Regions from separate parts of the Sus scrofa genome. Here region 2 is linked to region 1. The links are chromatin contacts, called in public Hi-C maps. All regions are on one chromosome and are shown on one strand. The core of a region is the stretch at or near the end of the contact, and the rest is flanking DNA. Distances in the headings are between cores, read along the strand shown.

Region 1 (7,858 bases), core at 3,102-5,601:
GCCTTCCTGGGATTTTCCTACGCGCCGGAGGACGAGGCCATCTTGGATTGTTAGACGAGAAGCACCTGAGAAACCACGGAGCCAGCTGGTATCTGTAAGGAATTACCTTCAGCTGCTAGTCACCGAGACCCAGCGTTACCATAGCTTGAATAAGATCTTTTCTAGGATTTCCCATTGTGGCCCAGCAGGTTAAGGCCCCAATATTGTCTCTATGAGGATGTGGGTTCTGAGCCCTGGCTTCGCTCAACGGTTTAAGGGTCTAGTGTTGCCACAAGCTGCAGTGTAGGTCGCAGATGCAGCTTGGATCCAGCGTTTCCCTGGCTGTGGCTGGGGGTGCAGCTCTGATTTGGCCCCTGGCCTGGGAATTTCCATATGCCGCAGGTGTAGCGGTGAAAAGAGAAAAAAAAAGATTTTTTTCTTTTCCAGTACATAAACGAAGGATGTGTTAGGTGGATGCAGGGCTGGTACAACAGGTCATCAGATACTCAGCGGCTTTCTGTATTTCTGCTCTGCCATCCTTGACAAGTGGGTTCTGCTATTAGGATTATTATACTATCGTAGAGTGATAGTGGAGCTCTAGCCACTGCTTCCGTATCCTGGGCAGGGAAAAAGGAGGAAAGAGCAAAAGATCACCTTTATAGAGCTTCCCCAGAAGCCCCACCGGATGACTCCTGCTTACATCTTATGAGGCATCCACCCTACCTGTAGTGGAGGCCAGGATATATGTCTATTTAGTGGGGCACATTACTCTCCTATAACACAGGGGTTCTGACACGAAGGGAGAAGGGGAAAATGTTGGGTAGGCAACAGGACCCCTGTACCACCAGAGTCTCTTGGTGTTTGGATTTCGATCTCAGTGTGTAAAATGACAGAGATGTCACAAGCCTATAGGGTACCACCCAACACCCTGTTTTCCCATGCTGATGATGTCTTTCTTTGGGTGGGTGGTATCGGACATTTGCTATTAGGTTGGGCCGCCTGGCATCTGAACCCCTTCTTCTCTTCAGGGAATCTCCTACTTAATGGGCTATGATGAGAGGCAGTAACTACCTCCACTTACAGTAGCTGTAAATGCTAGATAGATACCTACCCCCCTCCCCCACCACCAGCCTCCCCTGCAGCCTGGACCAGGCATGTGACCCCAGGATGCACCTGTGGTAGATTTTTGACTCAAGGAAGGAACAGGGAGCTCTCTTTCATGTGGTAGCTGTGGTCACAAAACCCACAAAACAGAGTTCCTGGTGTAGATGTGGCAACAATGCAAATGGTAGCGATTGGTAGTTGCTGGCAGCATCTATTTCCCAATCAGGTCAGTGGTGCACATCGTTCCTGGGAAGCCTTGAGTCTCCTTCTCCAGTATTCTCAATGATTTTGAGAGCTTCTGATCCCGTTAACCACTCCTTTTTTGCTTTACTGGTCAGAGTCAGCTTCAGAACACCTGCCTATGCTGAACCAGCTTCGATGCTAGACGCTTTCAATTCTATTATCAGTTTCCATCCAAACAACCTTAAGGGAGGAACTATTTCTATCTATCCTCTTTTTACCAATGATGAAATAGGATCAGAGAAGTTGTACCCTGCCTGGAGGTCACATAGATAATAAGGGCCAGAGCTGGGATTGGAGCCCTATGACTCCTCTGGGTGTGCCCTTCACCCTGCCTGTTAGGTCCAAGCGATCAACTGTCAAAATCTCTAAGGAGAGCCCAGCCAGGATGGCTGGAACAAGCCAAGTGATGGGAAATGGGGTCTCAAAGAGGAAGCATTCAACTGGATGCTTTGCTCCACCTTGCATGCCCCTGTATACTTGGCACATCTAGGGCCATAGTGAGCCCAGGCCTTGGACAGAGGTGGGGGCTGGTACAGGCCTGGTGAATAGCCACTTCTAAAAGTAATTCTTACTGGAATAAATGAGAGCATATAAAACCTCATGAGTGCAAGACACTCTGCACTTGTCTGATGGATCATGCTGCTTTATTTCAGTGAAAAAATCTTTTTGACAAACCTGTGGTTCATCACCTACTTCTTCAGGATGGTCTTATTAGCTTTTTGGTTTGTGGACATGAAGGAAACTTTTTTTTGCCTTACTTGCAGCATGTAGAAATTCCCAGGCCAGGGATCAAACCCATGCCACAGCAGCAACCTAAGCTGCTACAGTGATGCCAGATCCTTAGCCCACTTCACCACAAGGGAACTCCCAAGGGGAACTTTTTTTTTTTTTTTTTGCTTTTTAGGCCCACACTTATGGCATATGGAAGTTCCCAGGCTAGGGGTCAAATCGGAGTGTAGCCACTGGCCTACACCACAGCCACAGCAACACCAGATCTGAGCTGTGTCTGCAACCTACACAACAGCTCACGGCAACACCAGATCCTTAACTCACTGAGCAAGGCCAGAGATCAAACCCGAACCTCATGGTTCCTAGTTGGTCGGATTCATTTCTTTTTTTTTTTTTTTTTTTTTTGTCGTTGTTGTTATTGTTGCTATTTCTTGGGCTGCTCCCGCAGCATATGGAGGTTCCCAGGCTAGGGGTTGAATCAGAGCTGTAGCCACGGCCTACACCAGAGCCACAGCAATCTGGATCCGAGCCGCGTCTGCAACCTACACCACAGCTCACGGCAACGCCGGATCGTTAACCCACTGAGCAAGGGCATGGACCGAACCCGCAACCTCATGGTTCCTAGTCGGATTTGTTAACCATTGCGCCACGACGGGAACTCTGACAGGGGAACTTTCTTAACACCAGTGTGTGCTGGTGATTTTATAGGCTTTTCTCTTAACTCATTCTTACTCTTTGCCTTACCTTTTTGTCTACCCAGCCCACTGCCCCAGGAATTATGGAAGATGAAGTTAGAAGCCCATGGAAAACACACCAATGACAGTGACATTGACCTACTGGGAATCAAAAACCAGGTCACGAAGAGCTACTGTTACGTTGACCTGTAATTCTGAAACACTCTGATTTGATTTCCACCTTCATAGCGTCTGCCAATAGACAAATGTGGAACGTGGTGAGGGAGAAGCCAAAATTCACCCAACTTTCCAAAGCCAAAAGCAAGAGCGTGTAATTGTCAGAAATGTGATAGTACTGTCAAAAGTATACAACCCACTATGGGCTGTGAAACACATAATTGCTCTATCTGTTCTAGGACTGTAAAATCACAAAATTTTCACCAGGATAGAAAATAAAAATGAAAAATGACGGTATTGATCTGTTGAATATCAGAACAGACACGTTCACACCTGTTTATTAAACACATTTTAAGCTTCATAGGTATTATCTACAAAACTCACAATAAACCAGCATTTAGAAATTAACCTCACTTTACAGATAAGAAATATTCACTCAGAGACAGTAAGCAACTTGCCCAAAGTCAGCCAGCTGGTACAAGACACAAACAGGAACTGAACTTGGTGGCAGCTGATGCTAAGGTGCTTGCTTTTTCTACAGCCTTCAAAAGTGGAAGAGGTGCTCTGGGCAGGCCCTCTTTCCGTCTTCTAGCAAACACTGACTGCAAACTGTACTCACCCAATTTTGCACCAAAAGACAGCATCCTCAGGAAGGGAAATCACAATCACTCTGTTTCCACTTAACTTTGCAGTGACAGTAGGTGTGAAAAGGAAACAGGAGTCTTGTATTTTAAGACCCTAAAACTCCGACTACTCTGTACATGCTGCAGACTGCAACAAACATCAATCACAAAGACTGCTTTTATCGTTTGAGCTAGCCAGGTAGCGGGCTTAGTACACACATCCACGTTCGCTCAGGGCAGGCACTGAGCAGTCCGCTGGGGAGAAGAGTGCCCTATTTGTGGAAACTACTGTCTGGTTTCTCATTTTCACAGCGACTGCAGGGCAACCCATACGTGGCTCTTCCGCATAAGCAGTTCTTTCTGCCCCAACGCCCTTCCCCAATCCTTGCTTTATTGAACCATTCTTCTTTCAGTGGGGGTCCCCGGTCGGCCCAGCTCCCGCCCCTCACAGATCCCTTAAACAGTTTATATTTTTACTTTTTGGTAGGATCTGGCCAGGTGTAACTCCCCGCCTGGGGATGCGCAGAGGGCGGGTTCACTGATTCATCCGAGGCCTGGCATTTTGGCAATGAACAACAGGGGTATTCAAACACAAAGAACCACCTCGTTTTACCTCCCACTCTCCCACTAAACCTGTCCACCATCCTCTCGGTGGGCTTCCCCAGCCTCCCAGGGGACTGAAACCCTCCCATTACGCAAGCGAACTCGAGGCACGCATTCCTGACGCAGGATACGCGCCGCCGCATGGCTGCACCCCGCCTCGCGTATCTCTGCGCCTGCGCTCTTGGGATCAAGGCTGGGTCTCCCGCACTGCTGCGGGAAGCCTTCACTAGTCTTTCTCGGAGTGGAGCGAAATTTGGGCGCTCGGGGCCTGTCGTTTTTATCAGATTTTAATAAGAGTTGATATTAAAGGAGAAAATAAAATGAGCTTATCTTTGGTCTGAAGTTAAACAAGTTCTATTTGGATTTACCCCTCATCCAAAATAATAGTACAGTCCGAGGTTAGCCCCGCCCCCTCTCTCACTGGTCCCTCCCCCTCCTAGGCGAGCTAGGTGTACCGGCTTCTTCAGTTCTGTCGTCATCACGTAGCTCCGGAGGTAGATCCACGCCGCGGTCCCCGCCTACCAAGCGCGCAGCTTCGCCTCCGCTGTTGCTAAGCGGCCTTGGATACCTGGCCGCGGGACGCTGGGTGGTGTCAAGTGGAGATGGTGGTCACTGGGCCTCAGGTAAGCGGAATTTCGACCGTGGTGGACCGGCCCGGGCGTTGGGGAGGCCTAGGAGTTGGCGAGGGCCTTTGGGCCCGTCTTCGGAATTGGGGTCTGCTAGGGTTTAGTAAAAGTGGGGCACAGATAATAGGCCCGGATCCCGGACCTCAGACTGGGCTCACGTTTAGCTCGCCTCTGACTGGGAGATTTTTAGTCATCCTGCTGAAGATGAAAGATCATTGGACAAGAAACCATAACAAAATATCCTAGTCTCATCCCCTTTTTCTAGGAATCCTGCTCTTAGGAATTTGTCCTTCGACAAAAAATAATTAATGGCAGAAGCAGAAATATGTAAATTTCAGTAGTGTCTATGTTGGCAAAAAATGGAAAAGATGCCCTCGAAGGCGGTGATTGAGTTTATTATGGCGTAATTACGCAACCACTAACCTAATCAGAAGGCAGAATACAGTGTTGTATTATACAGTGTGAAAATAAGCATGGGCATGGATGCAACAGAACATGAAAGATAGTTGCAGTGGAACATGGGGGTATTTTTTTTTTTTAACCTGACAAAGTGATTTTAAAGTTCGCCCTGAAGAATAAAAATATGGGAATAACAGTATTAGGAAAATTCTAAAAATTAAGAGTAATAAGAGGCGTTAGCTCTTATCAACACTCCTAAATATTATAATATATATATTATAAAGCTGTAATAATTTAAAAAGTATGGAATGGAGCAGGAACTTATGGCCAAATAGAGTATAAAAAATTAATAGTAAAATTAGGAGTTCCCTTTGTGGCTCAGTGGTTGCCAAAACCGGCTAGTATCCATGAGGATGCAGGTTTGATCCTTGGTCTTGCTCAGTGGGTTAAGGGTCTGGCGTTGCTGTGAGCTGTGGTGTAGGTCGAAGATGTAGCTCAAATTCCTGCATTTCTGTGGCTGTGGCGTAGGCAGATAGCTTCAGCTCTGATTGGACCCCTAGCCTGGGAACTTTCATATGCTGTGAGTGTGGCCTTAAAAAGCAAAAAACAAAAAAACAAAAAAAAAAAAAAAAACCCAAAAAACAAAAAAAATTAATAAAATTCAGTTTATAGGGATTTACTATATAAAGCAATTTTTTTTTTTTTAAATGGTCACACCCGTGGCATATGGAAGTTACAGGGCCAGGGATTGAATCTGAGCTGCCGCTGTGATCTACACTGGATCCTTTAACCCACTGTGCCAGGCCGCTGGGCTGTGGATGAAACCTGCATCTCTGCAGCAACCTGAGCTGCTGTGGTTGCATTCTTAACTCACTGTGCCACAGTAGGAACTCTGGCAGTGTGGTATTTTAAAGATGGATTGGTGTCAGACAGCTTTCTAGTAATTTTAAAAAAAAGAACAATTAACAATGAATTTTAAGCACCAAAATCAATTTTAAATGGACTAAAAATTAAATCTTAAAAATTATTAAATCATGAAATACTAGAAGTAAGCATTGTGGATGTATTTATAGTCATAGCATGGTAAAAACGCTGCTAAATATGTCATGCAATCTAGGAGTTCCAGTCGTGGCTCAGTGGTTAACGAATCCGACAAAGAACCATGAGGTTGCGGGTTCGATCCCTGCCTTGCTCAGTGGGTTGAGGATCCGGCATTGCCGTGAGCTGTAGTGTAGGTGCAGACTCGGCTCAGATCCCGCGTTGCTGTGGCTCTGGCGTAGGCCAGTGGCTACAGCTCTGATACAACCTCTAGCCTGGGAACCTCCATATGCTGCAGGAGCGGCCCAAGAAATGGCAAAAAGACAAAAAGACAAAAAAAAAAAAAAAAGAAAGACAGTTATACAATCCAGAAGTGAGAAAAGAAAATATTAATACTCTTGACTCTATAACGTTTAAAACCTGTGTATGGCCAGCAAAATTCAACCAAAATAACCTCCCCCAAAAGAAGAAAACTACCAATAGCTAAGTTTAAAGACAAATAAACTTATGAAAGTATTTGTTTAAAGATCAATTAGAAAAATATTAAACCTAACAGAAAAATGAGCAGAGTATATGAACAAGAAAATTAGAAGAATACAAGCGGCCAATACACACTGTGGAAGATGACCATCTCACTAATTTCAAAGTGCAAGTTAAAACAATAAGGATTTTTTTGCCTATCTTATTATTTAGCAAGGATGAAAAATTAAAAGTAGATTGGATTGTGTGGAAACAAACATATTAGTGGAAGTAAAACTTAGTACAATTTTTTTGGAGGGCAATTTGGAAATAATTTACTTAGCCATTCAACAGATAAGCCTCTATTCCATAGATATGCACAGTACAGAAAAACATGTCAAAGATGATGTTGTAGTAGTATTTTACCAGCAAAAATTTGGGGGAATAACATGTCATTATATGATGGGTTGCATAAATTATGTTGCATCCATAAAATGGAATACTGTACGGCAGTTTCTAAAAGAGTGGGAGATCCACATAGGGTGACATGGAAAGATGTGAAAGATAACAGGTTGGGTGAAAAGAAGTGCGTTGCAGAGTAGCACATATGGTCCTGTTTTGTAAATAAAACTAAGTTAACATGTATAAAAAGAACTTGGAAAACTATACCCCATGTTTAAGGGTAGTAAACTGAAAAATCAGATTGGAAACATGGTGATGGCAGAACAGGGCCTTGGGAGTGGGCCAGTGGGAAGGCCAAGGTTTGCCTTGATTTTTTGGCAGCAGCTGTGATTATTCATTTTACTCTCAGCCTTTGGAATTGTAGGGAAATTGTAGCTAAGCTGCAGTTCCAACTGTATGCTTTTTTTTGGCTGCCTCCTCAGCATATGAAAGTTCCTGGTCCAAGGATGGAACCCATACCACAGTAGTGACAACGCTGGGTCCTTAACTGCTAGACCACGAGGGAACTCCTGTATGCCTTTTCTTAATGATTTAGAGGAAATAGACGGTTTAGTCTTTTTAGGGTCTTTATTTTGGAGTACTGTTTATTGTTTCCTTTTCCTGATCCTTTTTTCCATAAGGCGATCATGGAGAAAGAGCTCCGGAGCACCATTCTTTTCAATGCATACAAAAAGGAGGTATTTACCACCAGCAATGGCTATAAATCCATGCAGAAAAAACTTCGGGGTAATTGGAAAATTCA
Region 2 (7,858 bases), core at 3,529-6,028, 90 kb before region 1:
GAGAGAGAAACATCCCTGCTCCAAGGACACTTACACTCCATTAGGGGGTGGAGAGAGAGTAAATAAAAACATGTCATGTGGTGAAAGTTCCATAAAGAAAAATGAAACAGGGTAAGAAAATAGAGTGCAGAGAGGGATGCTGTTTTAAAGCAGGTGACCACAATATCACCTCACACCTGTCATAATGGCTGTGAACAAAAAGTGAGGATGGGGGCGGGGGGGAGAAACCCTTGTGCACTGGTGATGGGAGTGTAAATTGGTGCAGCCACTGTGGAAAACAATGTGGGTGTTCTCCAAAAAATTAAAAATAGAGCTATTAGGAGGTCCCGTTGTGGCTCAGCAGAAACGAACCTGACTAGTATCCATGAAGATTCAAGTTCAATCCCTGGCCCTGTTCAGTGGGTTAAGGATCCAGCGTTGCCATGAGCTGTGATGTAGGTCACAGATGAGTCTCGGATCTGGCGTTGCTGTGGCTGTGGTGTACAGCAGCAGCTGTAACTCCAATTCGGCCCCTAGCCCAGGAACTTCCACATGCTGCAGGTGCAGCCCTAAAAATAAAAAAAAAATTTTAAATAAAAATAAAAATAGAGCTATTTTATGATCAAGCAATTTCACTACTGGGTATACAGCATACCCCCAAAAAAACGGAGGTACTCTCTCAAAGAGATATCTGTACTCCCATGTTCATAGCAGCATTATTCACACCGCCAAGGCATTGAAACAACTTAAGTGCCCACAATGAAGGAATGGATAAAGGGGAGTTCCCTGGTGGTTTAGTGGTTAGCACTTGGCGCTTTCACCACTTTGGCTGGAGTTGGATCCCTGGTCTGGGAACTGAAATCCACATCAAGCCACTGAAGTTTAAAAAAAAAAAAAAAAAAAAAAAGATAAAGAAAATGTAGAAACTACGATATATACACAAACACAATGAAATGTTATTCAGTCATAAAAAAAGGAGGAAACCCTGCCTCTTGCCACAACGTAAGTGGACCTTGAGGGCATCATACTAAGTGAAATAAGTCAGAGGAAGACAAATACCACATGCTCTCACTTACACACAGAAGCTAAAAATGTTCAACTCATAGAACAAAGTAGAATAGTGGTTGCCAAGGGCTTGGAAGTGGGAGAAATCGGGAGATGTAGGTCAAAAGGCACAAACTCCCAGCTCTAAGATGAATAAGCTCTAGGGAATCTCATATACAGCATAGGGACTATAATTAATTACCAATACTGTATTAACGAATTGAAAGTTGCATAGATCTTAAAAATTATCACCCCCTACACACACCAAAAACGAGTTATTCTACGAGGAGATGGAGCTGTTAACTAACCTTACTGTGATGATCATTTTGCAATATAAACATGTATCAAATCATCACACTGTACATGTGTCATTTACTTTATTTTTTTTGGCCACCTCAAGGTATATGGAGTTCCCGGACCAGGAATCATCAGATCTGATGATAATCTGTGACCTATATCACAGCTGAGGCAACCCTGGATCCTTAACCCATTGCACTAGGCCAGGGGAGGAGCTTGCATCCTGGTGCTGCAGAGACGCCACTGATGCCATTGAGCCACAGTGGGAACTCCATTAAACTTACATGTGTTATATGTCAATACTATCTCAATAAAATAGTATTAGAGAAAATAAAATGAGTGGTTAGAGGTGGGACAAAATAATTTTGAGCAAAAACCATAAGTGAGGGGACAAACCACCGGAAAAGAGAGCTTCAGATACTGGGAGATGGTCAATGCCAAGGCCCTGTGGTAGGTGGGTGGTAGGAGAAGGAGAGGTAAGGCATGCTGGGAGAGGATTAACAGATTAACAGAAACATGATTGGGTAGGACCTGCCCCCACTAATTTTCAAAGACAACCACAAAACCAACTCTTACCCACATATACACTCACATAGGGTTGGGGCTTGGGGGTTTGAGGTGGTTGTTGTTTATAAAAATGAAATCAGGAGTTCCCACCATGGCGCAATGGAAACAATTCAACTAGGGTCCATGGCATTGCAGGTTCGATCCCTGGCTTCGCTCAGTGGGTTAAGGATCTGGTGTTGCTGTGAGCTGTGGTGTAGCTTGCAGACGGGGCTCGGATCCCGCGTTGCTGTGGCTCTGGTATAGGCCAGCAGCTACAGCTCCAACTGGACCCCTGACCTGGGAATCTCCATGTGCCGGAGATGCGGCCCTCAAGAGACAAAAAACAAACAAACAAACAAAAAAATGAAACCATGCATATATTAAAACTAGCCTTTTTTACTCAACAACATACCACAGGCATCTTTACAACATGGACCAAAGGTAGGCAGACTTTTTCTGTAAAGAACCAGCTTGTAAACACATTAGGTTTTGTGGGCAATCTCTGCTATTCAGTACTGTGGTTGTGGGTTACAGACAATAGGTAAGTAAGTGGTTGTGGCCTGCTCAACCATAAAGGTAGAATTTTATTTATGAAACGTGAGGCAGGCCTGATTCAGCCTGGGGCCATTGTTTGCTACAAGGCATTCCACTCCACCCACTTGAGGTGCCATGTTTTCCCAAAATCCAATTAATATGACAGCCCCAGAATGATACATTTTTTAGGTATAAAACAGAAAAACCTATCAGAATCCAGCTTACATCACTTTGAATCACACAGTACTTGGGAAATACCTTTGGTTTCTGATTAATACATGTAAAAATATCCAATAGCTTGAAAACCACAAGTGTGCCCAGCTCTAGGCTGTACTTTACAATCTGGGCAATTACAGATTTGAAGTTATTAACTCTCTTCTGGGTCAGATTGAGGCTCCTCTCTCTGGCTGAAAGACTCCTGCAGTTACCTTTCAAAAGTACTGATTTTATCTGCCATCATGTCTAAAGACACTTCAGACACTGCCACAGAGTCTAAAGAAATGAGATAGATCCCATGCTGCATTCATCTTTTCTCCTTTGACTTTTTCTTCCAAAATGTCAACAGAGGTGAGTGAGATTATCAGCAAGAGTCCACAGAATGTGGATGGCCCAACAGTCCCTTCAATAATGATATCTGAGAGTACCAAATATTATCATCGCTATTCAAATTTTTTGTTAAGAGTAGCCACTGGGCTCTGGAGAAAGAGGTGAGAGAGCGCCGAAATGGCATCAGTTGCATTTTTCTTTCTGGACAAATGAACTGCAAGGAGAGAGGAGGTGACACCCCATTCCCCATATGCATCTTTAGTAAGTAGCCCCATTACCTTCCCCAAAGGAATGTTCAGAGTAGCATTTCCTGGTTCACCTCTTGCCAATAGTGAATTTTAACAAACTTTAAAATATTGACAGTTCGAAGGGTGAAAAAAAATGTTATCCCATTGTTAATCCTCCTTTCCCTAATTATCACGACCCACTAATTTTTTTTAAAGATCTATCAATACGTTTTATTCACCTAACTTTAAGCTGAGCGTAGCCTCTACCACTAGCCGCCAGTTATTAACACTCCCCCTCCCCCCGTCGTCACAACTGTCAGACCCCCTGACTTTGCCAAATGTCCCCCGGGGGGCAAAACTGCCACCTTCCAACTAGAAGCTGTAGAGTGCAAGGCTGCCTTGCTCCCGAAGCGCTGGAATATACAGAAATACGTACACAGCCAGTATTATCGCGGCAACGCCCTTTCCCCTCAGCTAGTGTGACACAACGCCCTCGGGCTCTTTTCTCCACCTCTCCAGGCACTCCTTCCCCTTACTTAAGTTCCAAGACGACGCCAGGGTCTTCTGCTCTCCACTTAAACTTTACTCCTGGTTTTCATCTAATTCGCCAGCTTTAACTGGCAACTCTAGTGGTAAACTCCAAAATGTGCGTGTTTTTGCGGTATAGATAATGGGAAGGGATCGCGTTGGGACTACGGCCTCTCCACACGGGGGAGAAAATGAGCGTACCTCTGTGGGAAGGTTGCCAGGTCTTGCTCAACTTTCTGGGCCGGAGGCCTTGGCCCGCCTCCCTTTTCCAGCACCCGCAGCGAGCCGGGGGGGTTGCCATGCACACCTCAATCTACAGGTGACTCCAGGTGACGGTGCTCCAAGAAAGACCCCCTGGAAGGACAGGTGGCCGTAAAAGGAGGCGGTGAAGTGGGACCACGAGGGATAGAAGCCAGCAGTACCGTGCGCTCCCGACCGCGTCACCACGACCTCAGAGCGCTAACTTCGGATTCTGTGGAAATAGGCAGCTAACCGTGTGGAGAACGCCTTCTACACTAGGCAGAGCGCAAGCTGAGCGATCCATAGGGGAAATTTGCAGCCTCGTTCCCAAAACCAATCAGAGACCAGGGAGGCCTATAGTGACAACCTCGATAACCAATGAAAAGAGGGATTTTCCTAGCCGGCCTCCCAAGCGCGAGTCCCGGAGAGAACTCACAGAGGAAGTTTTTTTTAAGGTACAGATTAGAAAACAAGTCCTTGACTGGACGACGGGATACGACGTCTACAAAGATGTGTGGAGAAAGTTCGGTGAGCGAATAGAACCGCACTTCCCTGAAACTTGGAGCGCGGAGGTCCCGCAAGTCACTCTCGCGCTCCGCGCTTCAGCGCGGGAGGGTACGTGCTGCGCGTTGACGTCACGCGCCGGGCCCCGCCCCTGGCCGCTCGCCCTTATAGCGTAGCCCAGGCGCGCGCGCACCATTGTGTGGCTGGACTCGGCCGCCACTGCGGTGTGAGGCGCGTGTCCGGGCTTTTGCCGTCCCCGCACCCGCACCGCGGCTTCTGCCTTGCGGTTCGTCGTTCGACAGCCAGCCCTCGGGCCCCTCGCCCGCCACGGACATGCCGCGCGTCTACATAGGACGCCTGAGCTACAACGTCCGGGAGAAGGACATCCAGCGCTTTTTCAGCGGCTATGGCCGCCTTCTCGAAATTGACCTTAAAAATGGGTGAGTCGGAGGCTGGGCGCCCGCGTCCGCCCGCAGCGCCGCGGGCCTACGGCGGCAGGGCCCATCGGAGGGAGGAGACGGCCAAGGCCGCGGTGCCGCGTGGCAGGGCCGCCAAGATGGCGGCCGCGCGGGGCCGCGGGAGCGCGCGAGGAGCGGGAGCAGCGCGCGTGCGCGCCCCCGGCCTAACGACGTCCGCCGGTCTCCGGCCCTCGCGCCGCCCTCAGGTACGGCTTCGTGGAGTTCGAGGACTCCCGCGACGCCGACGACGCCGTTTACGAGCTGAACGGCAAGGAGCTCTGCGGCGAGCGCGTGATCGTGGAGCACGCCCGGGGCCCGCGCCGCGATCGCGACGGCTACAGCTACGGAAGCCGCAGTGAGTCCCACCCCCGCGCGCTCCGTGTCCTTGGGACCCCGGGGGCGGGTGCAGGCTTAGGGGGGCGGGGTGGGGCCTCCCAGCCGGGCAGGCGCGTTGGCCCGGGTCGCTTGACTCGGGTGTCCCCGGGGCCCGCTGCCTTCACGCCTGCCCGGGAAAGCCACGGGACGCCGGAGCGCGGGGATTGGGTGGTGGGTTTTGCCTAGCGGGAGTTTGTGTGTTTGGGGGCGGGAGTTGCTTAGTCGGGAGGGGGTAACGTGTGCTGGGCCCCTGTCAGCACTGTCGTGGGCTCTGCCTACGGAGGAAGCGAGGGTTGGCTGTACTTGTATCTCCCTCGCTTACCTGTCAGTGCATTAGGTAGAAATGTGAATGATTTAGCATGGAGGTTTGGGGACAGGCTGGGGTGGAGGTGGGGTTGGGGGCGGGGGAAGGGGTGGAGTTTGAAGCTTAGGACTTAAAGTTATTAAAATTGGCAGGGGCCAAAGAAAATGTTATTTTGACGTAATGTGGTATTGTACCACAAAGTAGATCTAAATGAGCTTTATGCTATATTTGAACTAGTTGGGGCATGTTATGGGGAGGAGGTGGGGGGATTTTGGTTATGTTAAATGTTTGATGTTGAAATTGTTGCATGTTGAATTCAAACTTTTTAACAAGTCCTTGATGTTTCAATTTGAAAGTGACCAATGGGGCTGAGGCTGTGTCCACTGAGGCTAAGATGACTGCCTTTCCTGATTGGCCTTGGCTTTTCCATACATTGTGTGACCCTTGCCCTATGACCCTTTGGCTGACCTTACCGGAAGCCATGACGACAGCAGCCTTTTGCCATTAGACGCAGGGTGATGGTGAGGATTCCGAGGGTTAGACAAAACTGGTTAATCTGAACTAGGTGACTGTTACCTTGCGTGTTTTGTGGCCAAACCACCACCAAAAACCTCACACTGTGATGTAAGTACTTAGTGTAACTAGTAAACATTTTTGTAAAATGTAGAAATGCATGTAATCAGTTAAGTTTTATATTTTACAATGTTCTGTAAAATAAAACTTAGCGAGGTAAATTGAATAAAGGAGCAGTCACTCTCTAACAGATTGTAGGAGAAGTTTAGTTGGATTTAGTCTATTTGACTTGCCCTTAATTTAATTTATGGCAAATCACAACTGTATCGAAGGTTTAGCAATATAATAGCAAAGTCCTACTCCAGTAAATAAAAGTTAATATGTTTGTACTAACTTTCAAAAACTATGCATCCCTATCATTACAAAACACCTAATTGTTCTCTTCATGTGATAAAGGTGGTGGAGGTGGATACAGCAGTCGGAGAACCTCTGGCAGAGACAAATACGGACCACCTGTACGCACAGAATTCAGGCTTATTGTAGAAAATCTTTCTAGTCGTTGCAGTTGGCAGGATTTAAAGGTAAGTGCTATAACTTAAAGGTGGTATGACTAATGTTTAGAAGGTAGGCTTTTGTATTGCTCTTTCATTTCTGAGAATCAAATATAGCACATAGATCTTTTTTCCTTTAGATTTCTGAGTCTGACCGGTCTTACTGCTCTTTTAGGATTTCATGAGGCAAGCAGGTGAAGTAACCTATGCGGATGCTCACAAAGAACGCACAAACGAAGGCGTCATTGAGTTTCGCTCCTACTCTGACATGAAGCGTGCTTTAGATAAGCTGGATGGTACAGAAATCAATGGGAGAAATATCAGACTCATTGAAGATAAACCGCGAACAAGCCATAGGCGGTCTTACTCTGGAAGCAGATCAAGGTAACTTGTTGAAGGGTATGGAGGGGGGGAATATTAGTTTCTTTTGGTACACCGTATTGGAAGTTGTACAAATATTCATGTCGAGATGTCTTGGGATGAAGATTTATCCTATTTCCTGTTACATGTAGGTCACGATCTAGAAGAAGGTCACGAAGTAGGAGTCGTAGGAGTAGCCGCAGTAGATCTCGAAGTATCTCGAAAAGTCGCTCCCGGTAAATGTGTCCTTGAGTGTTTTTCTGAATAACATACTTTGTTTCATAGAGCACTTGGGTGTCCTGGCGAGATATTGAGCAATCTGGCTTTTCTTGTCTAGATCCAGGTCTCGGAGCAAAGGTCGATCACGTTCCCGTTCAAAGGGCAGAAAATCTAGATCAAAAAGCAAGTCTAAGGCCAAGTCTGATCGGGGATCCCGTTCACGCTCTCGAAGCAGATCAAAGGATGAGTATGAGAAATCTCGAAGCAGGTCTCGTTCTCGATCTCGTTCCCCCAAAGAAAATGGAAAAGGTGATGTAAAGTCAAAATCTAGATCAAGGAGCCAGTCTCGTTCCCATTCACCCCTACCTGCTCCACCCTCAAAGGCCCGTTCTGTGTCTCCTCCACCAAAAAGAGCTTCAAGATCCCGTTCTCGATCTCGTTCAAAGTCAAGGTCACGATCCAGATCGAGTTCCAGGGATTAACCCAGAACTTTTGGTTCTTTGCACACTATAACGGAACACTTTTCCTACTTGCTTAGGCAGTTACTCTTCCATGTTTATATTTGGCCTCTTCTGCGAGTGGAATCTCCTGAAAAGAGGGGCACACAAAAATTTGATTTGTGGCCAAATTCGA

What was found. A called contact is a pair of places that touch in the nucleus more often than the background predicts.
Region 2: a contact with region 1 is called in a Hi-C map of liver, with 3 times the contacts expected there. The contact joins the promoter of SRSF6 here to the promoter of IFT52 in region 1. A contact is called at or near these places in 8 of 47 Hi-C or Micro-C datasets (alveolar macrophages, epiblast stem cells, heart right ventricle and 3 more) and 2 of 2 datasets of contacts at active chromatin or transcription factors (alveolar macrophages and skeletal muscle).

Annotation. Positions count from the first base shown.
Region 1 is chr17:46,205,605-46,213,462 of Sscrofa11.1, forward strand. It overlaps IFT52 (intraflagellar transport protein 52 homolog), which reads left to right and starts at 4,352. Exons shown (of 13, transcript XM_021078178.1): 1 at 4,352-4,755; 2 at 7,737-7,858. SGK2 (serine/threonine-protein kinase Sgk2) reads left to right here. Exons shown (of 15, transcript XM_021078166.1): 14 at 1-94; 15 at 2,816-3,203. The coding sequence ends at 54.
Region 2 is chr17:46,114,834-46,122,691 of Sscrofa11.1, forward strand. It overlaps SRSF6 (serine and arginine rich splicing factor 6), which reads left to right and starts at 4,779. Exons shown (of 6, transcript NM_001077217.1): 1 at 4,779-4,885; 2 at 5,110-5,258; 3 at 6,552-6,676; 4 at 6,822-7,030; 5 at 7,159-7,242; 6 at 7,344-7,707. The coding sequence starts at 4,779. The coding sequence ends at 7,707. LOC100520338 (a long non-coding RNA gene) reads right to left here and starts at 4,081. Exons shown (of 7, transcript XR_297849.3): 1 at 3,903-4,081.